Regions from separate parts of the Drosophila melanogaster genome. Here region 1 is linked to region 2. Evidence: chromatin contacts called from public HiChIP or PLAC-seq data. All regions are on one chromosome and are shown on one strand. Each heading gives the region's core, a stretch centred on a gene start, on an enhancer-like site or on the middle of the called end of the contact. The rest is flanking DNA. Distances are from core to core; before and after follow the strand shown.

Evidence for each region. HiChIP or PLAC-seq counts read pairs in DNA pulled down with a chosen protein or histone mark.
Region 1: a contact with region 2 is called in a POLR2A S2P HiChIP or PLAC-seq map of the Kc167 cell line, with 4 times the contacts expected there. The contact joins the promoter of Abcd3 here to the promoter of pico in region 2. A contact is called at or near these places in 16 of 107 Hi-C or Micro-C datasets (the D17-c3 cell line, the Kc167 cell line, the OSC cell line and 5 more) and 3 of 6 datasets of contacts at active chromatin or transcription factors (all in the Kc167 cell line).

What each region holds. Positions count from the first base shown.
Region 1 is chrX:19,749,444-19,753,936 of dm6, forward strand. It overlaps Abcd3 (ATP binding cassette subfamily D member 3), which reads left to right and starts at 1,327. Exons shown (of 9, transcript NM_134510.2): 1 at 1,327-1,694; 2 at 1,905-2,103. The coding sequence starts at 1,991. It overlaps Alr (Augmenter of liver regeneration), which reads left to right. Exons shown (of 4, transcript NM_001272802.2): 3 at 1-186; 4 at 246-724. The coding sequence ends at 408.
Region 2 is chrX:19,849,936-19,854,646 of dm6, forward strand. pico (pico,) reads right to left here and starts at 2,124. Exons shown (of 4, transcript NM_134519.3): 1 at 928-2,124. The coding sequence starts at 1,077. Nup205 (Nucleoporin 205kD) reads left to right here and starts at 2,279. Exons shown (of 10, transcript NM_167687.3): 1 at 2,279-2,634; 2 at 2,714-3,037; 3 at 3,125-3,226; 4 at 3,317-3,879; 5 at 3,944-4,444; 6 at 4,501-4,711. The coding sequence starts at 2,413.

The DNA of each region.
Region 1 (4,493 bases), core at 77-2,576, 100 kb before region 2:
GCCCCGCGACGACTGCCCGCTGGACAAGGTGAGGCTGGGAATTTCCACCTGGGGACTGCTCCACACCATGGCCGCCTTTTACTCGGACAACCCCACGGACACCGAGAAGCGCGACATGAAGACCTTTTTTGAGGTTCTGTCGCGCCTTTACCCCTGCGAGTTTTGCGCCAAGGACTTTCGCACCGAGTAAGTGCATCTTCAATCCATTTGAAAACGCTGACACTTTAGCTGGACCTCTGTTGCAGCCTGGACGTCAACCCCATCAATGTGAACTCCCAAAAGGAGCTAGCACTGTGGCTGTGCAAGTTCCACAACCGAGTGAACGACAAACTGGGCAAACCGCTCTTCGATTGCACCAAGGTGAACGAGAGGTGGCGCGACGGCTGGCTAGACGGCTCCTGCGACTAGGCGCCGCAGCTAACCAGCGCCGAGAAGCCCCGTCTCCCGCCCGTTGCAGGTTGCCATGTTGACCAGACTTTGTCCCACATTTTGCTCGGCTGGCCCACAACTACAACCACGGAACACGGGACTCCTGCTCGGCGGTGTACCGCCGCCAACCCGAAACTGTGCCCTGTTTCTGGCCAGAGGCCATGCCCACCAGTCGGAACCTGCGTCAGCGTGACATTAAATTGAGTTATGTTGTAATAGAGCGACACATCGAAGGTCCATTGTTAAATGATTTGCTGGCTATGAACTCCATTAGAATATACACATTATGTTGAGGACCCGTATTATGCCTTCTCACTGGCCCTGCAGATATCGCAATCTCTAATCTGCCGACTGGCGTTTATTAGATTAGAATGGGGAAGGCAAATGCTTTCCACTTCGATAAGATGGGAGTGGAAAGATCTAAAGCGGAGTTGGAATACAATGCTTAGTTGGTTCGAAATTAGGGGATTTGGCTGATACTTATATAGTTTTTAGATTTCCTTTCTATAATACCTAAAGGACTAAAGGTCTTAAAATTTGTCTGCTCTGGTTATATTTTTTAATATTTAACTTAATTTTTTTTTGCAATCAACGAAACATTAACATTTTATTCATTTAACATTTTAATATGCTTAACATAAGAGATATAAAAATTAGTGGAATTTTCGTAAGAGTAAGCCATTATATGATTTACTTATATAACATGATTGCTCAGCAATAGTTTAGGTAGTTTAAGCGGGGAAATTTAAATTTGGCTAATTTAAAATATTTAATACCTCAAATTTAGATGAACGATATTTTCGATTCATAATTATCGGTGATAACTTGTTCGATAGCTCTTCGTTCAGAAATAGCCAGATTTGGCGGCGAAATAGCTGCCCCCGCAGCGCCGCTGCCCGCACATTGTCGTGGTAGCCAACACTAGCGCACATCGCACTACAGTTAGTTGCCTGCTGGCTTTTGCGCGTCGCACGTATCACTTCGTCAGATTTCTCGATTTGGTCGAGCTGAGTAGAGTGTAATTACCAAACAAAGAAATGCGCCTGGCTCAAATTGAATAAATAAAAGCGCCCGCCGTGTGTGACAATCACTTTGCCCACCCCCTTTGGCCAGAAAAGGAGCGCCACTAGCAGCGGAGGAAGAAGCAGCAGCACCATCACCACCACCAGTTGTAGTACAGGAAGAAGAAGAAGCAGTTGCCCTGAAAGAGAGAGAGGGTGCGAGCGAGAGAGGACGAAGCTAAGACAGGGCTGTTCGACAACCAGGTGTTTACATCCTGCTATCCACCATCTGTGTGTGTGTGCATGTCTGTGTGTTGTGTCGTCATCAAACAGCCGATTAAAATATTGAAATCCGTGCAATAAACAATAGTGTCTGTTCCCCTTTCATACTTACTATTTATTATAATTTTTTTTTTTTAATTTTTTCCTTGTGCAAACCCCCTCCCCCCACGTGCGGTTAATCGAACACTGAAGTGCGAACGCGAAATTGCGAATTGTAAAATTCACAAGGTGCCCAATTTGAAGCCAAACGAGATCCGTAGCCACATCGCAATAGCAGAATGGCCCCGGCTCTAAGCAAATTGGCCAACAACCAGAGCGCCATCGTCGGCGTGGCGGGCATGACGGCGGCCCTCTGGATAATTGCCTACGGAAAGATGTCCAACAAGAAGCGGTAAGCCCCCCCTTGATCTTAATTACGGATAATTGTGGCTCAACCATGTTATTTATGTTGCCTGTGCAATATGCAATATTCTACGAACATCTTATTGCACAAGGTCTCGGTCTTGGCCATCGATGTGTCCGTGATATTGACTTGAGTTTTGGATCGCTGTGTATTTATGTACAAACAGATTTGTTTGCGGGACATACGATGCGATGCCACTATTGTGGGTCATCTGGCGGACTGCAAAAACTGGTTTTCCGATGGCCGTTTCTGCCACACTGTATGCACTTCCCCCTCATTGTAGTCCGGTTTCAATTGATTCGTCCAGCAGCCGCGCACAGTGGGCCGGACAGTTCGTTTGCAGCTCCAAATACTGTTCTTTTCAATTGTGTTACCCATTGCCATAATCTTATAATAAGTTTGGCGACCACCAGCTTACGTTTTGAAGATTCTCAAAAAGATATTTTTAAGTGCAGTCCCAATACAAAAAAAAAGTCAACAGATCATCGATTCATTTAAGTAGATGTGAACCAAAGTAGCTGGATCTGTTTGCAGTCTATCCCTATTATGTAGATATACTGATATCTAGGATAGGTCTGAATGTATATATTGTCTGGGAGGAATGGAGGAATTCCGCGTACTTAGCAGAAGGTAGACTCAGATAGGCACTACATTTCCGGCCAAACAGCAAACTCGATTAGGAAAGCCTTCTCGGCGCCCTCGACTATTATGACCCGAATAGCCACTTCTTGGCGGCCTGCTTCATTGCGGTATCGCTTCAAGGATTTCCCCATCGAGCACCTGCGATGCGGACTTGATTCCCCGGTTAAGGGCCACGTTTCGGTGTTTGAATGGACTTGGTCTTTGCCGCTAATCTAATCGGCAACGCGCCAGTCTACAGCACTTCATCTATATGCCCCATTCCACTATCGCCACTCGTGCCGATTATGCTGTTGTTAACGCGCTCAATATTTGGTCATATTCGATGTGTGCGGGGTTCGGCGCGCAATTGACCGCTATCAGTCGATTTCATCTTATTGAATAAACTGAACGGGTAAAGCGGGCGCAATCGACTATTTGCATGACAGAGCCAATTAATTAGACAGATTGCGGCGGACAAGTGGAGTGGGTGGGTGATTGCATTGCCAGCCAGCCAGCCAGCCAGCCATCCGCATGGGATTGTGGGGGATCTGCCGTGGCTGCATGTGCCACTCGTTAATTGCTAACATTACTCCGAGTACTCGGAGTATGCCGAGCACTCCGATGTTGGATACCCAACCGGTGGCCATCACTTTCAGCAACTTCTCTGAAGTGCACTGCACTTTGGCAGGCGATCGAAATCGAGCATTTTAATGCGCTGTTTACTTTTTTATGCAACTTTTGCGAGCGAGGTAGCCGCCACTTGTGGATGGCCGCTAAATTTATGCACCATTCCATTGTTCGAATTTTGCACAGTGGATGGTGCAGTCGGTTCAATGGATGCAGTGACTGGACACTCCACAGTCCAACCAACCAAATGGGCTTCGCAAGTGGAGCTCCACTTCGATTATGCTTTCATATGAATCAGTGGTTGAATTTTGTGGTTCATTTCATATAATTTCATTTAATTTCATTCATTCTATGATTCACTTTCAAGTCCAAGAGCTAATCGCTGAATGATTAAGAACGTTGAAAGTTTAAAAGGGACTTTTCGAATGTGTCAACGAGTTTCCGAGTAGCAACGCCTCTTGCACAACTTTCAAGGCGCTTTTTTATCGGTGTTTTTTTTATAGCCTCATATCAAGGACAGGCCCTAGAATTGTTAACTGATATGGTACGGTTATGCTAGCTCGTAGCACCGCCAATAATGTCTTTGCAATCTATCAAGGGTTTGGACAATTGGACAACACACCCAAGCTCATTAGTCCAAAGGTCCAAACACTTTGACTTGACATCCAGCAGCCTGCCTTGCAATCGAACACGCAACCACCGGTGGGCAGTTTGCTTTTGGTGTTGCAACAACACTCGATTGTACCCCTTACCCGGACCCAAGTCCGTACCCATACCCACACACACACACACCCATTCCATGGATGACATGATGACACCCGGGTATAAAGCATAAACATTACAGCCGTGCCTTTTAATGACTTGCGTCGTGCCATCCACAACATTGGATGGAGAGAAGCGCAGAGGACCAGTGGCTTCTGGTTTCATTTTTCCATTTCCATTTCCATTCGCATTCCCGTTCCCATTCCCAGCTCTTTGCCTTCGAGATGGGTAATGGGTAATGGGGTATAGGTGTTAATTTGTGTACAACTTGCTCTGTTTTTCGCAGGTAGACACATTCTGTATCGCCCGGCCCGTCCCGCCGGCTGTTGCGCAATAGCTTGTGTGGCTGTGCGCGCTCCAGACTTTCG
Region 2 (4,711 bases), core at 874-3,373:
TGTTACCATTCTGATCCAGAAACTAATCGACCTTCCTGGTTGGGGTTGTGCCACAAACTGCTGGGAAGTGAAGTGGCTTAGGGGAGCGGGGCGACGCCCGCTGTTGCGGCAAAACAAAGGGGCAGCAACAACATCGCGTTTGTTGCTGTTGCCGCATGGTATCGCACATCGCCTTTGACTTTTTTCGTGTGGAATCGGGTTTTCTTCCGCCGCCCGCGCATAAACAAATCGAGAACCTCAGAGGCGAAAAACGAAAAACAGAACCACAACGATCGGGAACTCTTTTCAGCGTTTATGCACGGTGAAAGTAATGGGGCAAGAACGGAGAAAGAGGCGCAAGAGAGAGCGAAAAAGTTAGTACACCAATTAATGGGTCGGCATTCTGTTGGACTTGAAAGCATTGAGCACTTTTTGTGGTCGTTTTTGCCCCAGCAGCTGGTCCAAAGATTAATCATTCCGCTCTCTGCGTTTGCTTTTATTAATTCTCCTTTGACCCATCGAATGGGGGGAGTGGTAAAGTTTTAAGTTTCTATATTATCAAACTATAGGAAACTATATCCATGATACTAGTTGGGCAGTCTCAACTTTGGAGTACCGAATTTGAAGTCTTTTGATCACCTAGCACTGCATAACTAGGTTATTTTCATAGCCAAGGAGTAAAGTATACTGAATACACTCGAAAAAAAAAACACTAATAGAGAATTATAGTTAATACAATTACCAACCATATGTGAGTCTACCATTTGCACCGTTCTTACTATAATTTGAAGAAGCTGTACTTTAAAGGTATAGTTCAGTTTCTTCCTGTGTACTCTGTCCTATGACTTCTTTTTTTTTTGTGTGTGGGAGCGAATTATGAAGTACAGAGGAAATGGTCGAGCAACACAAACGCACACACACATTTGGAGAAACTTGGGAGATACTTACATTTGTTATTGTTGCTGCTTCCTCGAGGCTGTGCTGTTGTTGTTGCCGCTGCTGCTGGTGGTGTTGTTGTTGTAGCTGTTGCTGGAGTAAGTGCAGTTGTTGCTGTTGTAGTTGTTGTTGCTGATGTGCCGCAATACCACCACAATCCATAGTAATTACGGGTGCGAGGGGGCGGGGTTAAGTGTGTGTGGGAGTGGAGTGGAGTCGTCAATTGGGAGCGCACTCTCTATCTCTCTCTCTCTCTCTCCAAATCTCGCTCTCTGTATTGCTGCTCCTTCGCGCGATCGCTTACTGCAGCGGAATGAAAAGCGAAACAGACATAATTGAAGAAATGCGATAGCTCTCCGTCTTGAATTTCAACGATTCGCCGTAAGGGAGCGCTGTTAACCGCTATTTCAGTCACTGTTTGTGTCTTGTTCCTTTTTTTTATTTTTTTTTATTTTCAGCTAACTCTGCAGTTTGCCTTTGTCCATATTTTCGGTGGAAAAACCACTTCCTTGCTCTCTCGCTCTGGCTCCCTTGCTCTTCTATACCGCTCTCTCTCTCGCTCGCCAGGCGTTGCGTGGGCGAACGTAGGGGAGAGAGCAAGCGAAACGAAAAGAGAGAGGCGAACGCAGTTTGGAGTTTTATGCACTGGAGTTGTGAGTATGTTCGTGTGTGCCTGTGTGACTGCTACCCCCACACACTTGCACTGCCTCTCTTCCTCTCTGTCGCTCTCGCACACCCAGTACCAAGTACTCTGAACTCCAACTCCAGTTACAAATTCAATTCCAATTCGAATAATTCCCAATGAAATTTGAATTTTCCTTCCAATTGCACTGGCTTTGGCAGTTAGTATCCCTTTTGGCATTTATTGCAGCCGAACTGCGCCGATTGCATTTGCATTTACACTTCTACATCCACTTCCACATCCACTTGCATCGACAGCCAGAACCAGCATCCCACTATGGTGCAGTTCAGCCTGCCCGCGGCCATCGGTGATTCACTCACAATGCGAACAGGACACCACTTGGGCAGTGCGTTCGCTGGCCAAATCAAGTGGCGGAGAACAGAAAAAAAAAAAAACGCGAATCGGAACAAAACAAATGGATGCTACTATCGGGTAACTACGAAAAGTCCGTGCGTAGATTTTCACGAAAACGCCCCGCCCGCGCCGCACTGAAGTTGTGTTAGTTAGTGGTGCGACAACGCACCGATGCAGCGCCTCGATTATCGTTCGATAAGCATCGATTTTCCGATTGACTTGGTTCGAATCAACCGTTTAGCCAGCGCAGCAACCGCAGTTAGCGGGCACAAGCACCGAAGCGCGTACGAGCGTGGTGAGTTCGTACGGTGGTGAACATCTGTGTTTTCCAGTATTTGCAGCACCCAGCCCTGGTAACCGGCGCCTTGTCGCAAAGCGAAGCAATCTTGCCGCGTTTTATAGTCAATAACTGCGAATCAGCAAGAACTGCGTGAACTGAGCGAACCGCAAAACCAAGTGAAATGGATGGTGAGTGCCTGGCCAACGAGCAGATGTGCGTGGGTCGCCAAATCACTAATGCCACCCATGCGTCCACAGCTGTAATCGAGGACATGTGGACGCCGTACAAGCATTTGTACAACACTTTTCAGACCGCGGTGTCCAATCGCAGTGGCTTCACCTCGGATCTGGAGCAGTGCCTCAAGAAGTACAAGCACAACTTCAGCAACTTGCTGCGCAATCCGGTGGGTATAGCAAAACAAGCGCTTGCAGATCCGTAGATTTAACTAATTATTGATAATCCATTATTGAAAATGTCGGCAGCCGAGAAGCGAGAAGAGCCGCAATCTCCTACGAAATGCCCTCAACGAAGGCGTCCCGATGCAGGGGCATTCGCGAAAGACAAAGATGTCACAGGACCTGGCCGACGAGGCGGTCATTCTGTCCGACATGTTCGATCTGGACGAGGGTTTCGCCGTGGAGCTGCTGTGCACCGCACAGCGCCAGCAGAAGCATCATCCCGGCCTGTCCAGAGGCCTTGTCGCGGTGCTGCTCTACTACGATGGACGAAAGGCCATCAGCTGCACGCTTCGCGACATGTTCCAGGTGGTTAGCGGCGTCTCGTGGAACACCGAACTGCCCAAGGAGGTAAGTTTCGAGATTTCGACATCGCAGGCATCGCAGTGCCGCTGAAAGAGAGATTCACTGACCCTGATTATCGTTCTACGCACGCAGATCACCGGTCTGGTCACTAACTATGCCGAGAGCCTTGTCGACGGCTCTGGGATACTGGGACGCCTGCTGCAGCTGCTCGAGGAGATGGATGTCGACAAGGAGGTGGGTTTGTATGCGCCTGTTTCTGAAATTCTCTGAAATTGCATATCTTCCTTCGCAAATTGTTATTCATTTGTTGTCCAACGTTCGCAGTGCGCTATGCTGACCACAAACCGCGCGTTTGGCTCCAAGAAGCATCAGAACCAGGTGCTCGGCCTATACGAGGACATTCAACAGGCATTGGCAATGGCCCTGTTCAATTGGTCGGCACAACGCGGCCTGCCGCGACACATTGCCATTCGGCTGATGCACCAATTGGCCAACCGAAAGAACCACGACGCGGGCGGCAACATGGACGACGTGACCCTGATCATGCTGATGGCTCTGCTGTATGCGTACGATACCTCCATGCTGCTGGTCACCGAGGAACCCAATGAGCACACAACCCGACTTCCGATCTTCAGCGATCGCGAGTTCGCCGAGTGCTTCCTGGAGGAGCTGTACGCGCAGAGCAGCTGGCAAGCACCGCGCCTGAATGCCATCATTGCCTACAGCTTCGGACTAACGCTGGCCAGCCTGCGGCATGCACCTTTGCAGCTTCAGGCCACCGCCATCTCGATCATCAATCGCGATGAGATGCTCATCGACGAGGCACTGGGAGCGCAGGTATTCGTCTTCTTCCACAGCTTGCTGCTCGAGAAGGATCTGGTCTATAGGTGAGTACTGACAACTGAAGTGTCAATTGCCGATTCGCAAGCTAATCATCATTTGTGCTGACAGCACGCAGTTCTTCTACCGCCGCGTCCATCTGCTCATCACGGACTTCATCGACTTCATGAACTCCAAGGTGTCGGAGCTGCGCGGCCGAGCAGACGAGTCGTCACACACGATCATCAGCTTCCTAAACGAGGGTCTGGAACCGCCGCCCAACTTGGACTCCAACTTTGAGCTGCTCATGCTGTGCGTGGCCAAGATGCACGGCGATCCGCGCGTCACCATCAGGCTGTGCAACGAGTACTGGGGCCCCGGCGATCCCAACGGCTCTACGGCATTCAAGAACACCTCGCGCTCGGTGTCGCTGTTCAAGTTCATTAGCTTGGCCAGCGACCTGCTGCCACAGACGCTGTTCAAGGCCTACCTCAAGATGATATCCGGACTTACACGGACCGATTTCTCGGCTCGATGCGCCTTCAACATGCTTAGGGTGCCCCAGATGGCCACCGGCGGCAAGTATGCGGTTAGCTGGGATCACTTCTTCACCACCCTGGGCAACTACTATACGTAAGTGTGACTCAAATCTGGTATTGAAGATCTCTCTGAAGATCACTATCTTCTAGTTCGATGCGCAACGACTTTAACACCAACATCGGCATGAGCGGCGAGACCATTTACCGCACCCGATCGACACCAAAGGCCATTACGCAGCGAGAGGCGGAGCATCTGGTGGCCGTAATGGGCATCATACAGGCGGTGGCGGAACACGACGAGGTCTCGCGCATCATGATCTGTGACCATCCCAATTGGCAGACGCCGCAGGTGCTCCTGGGC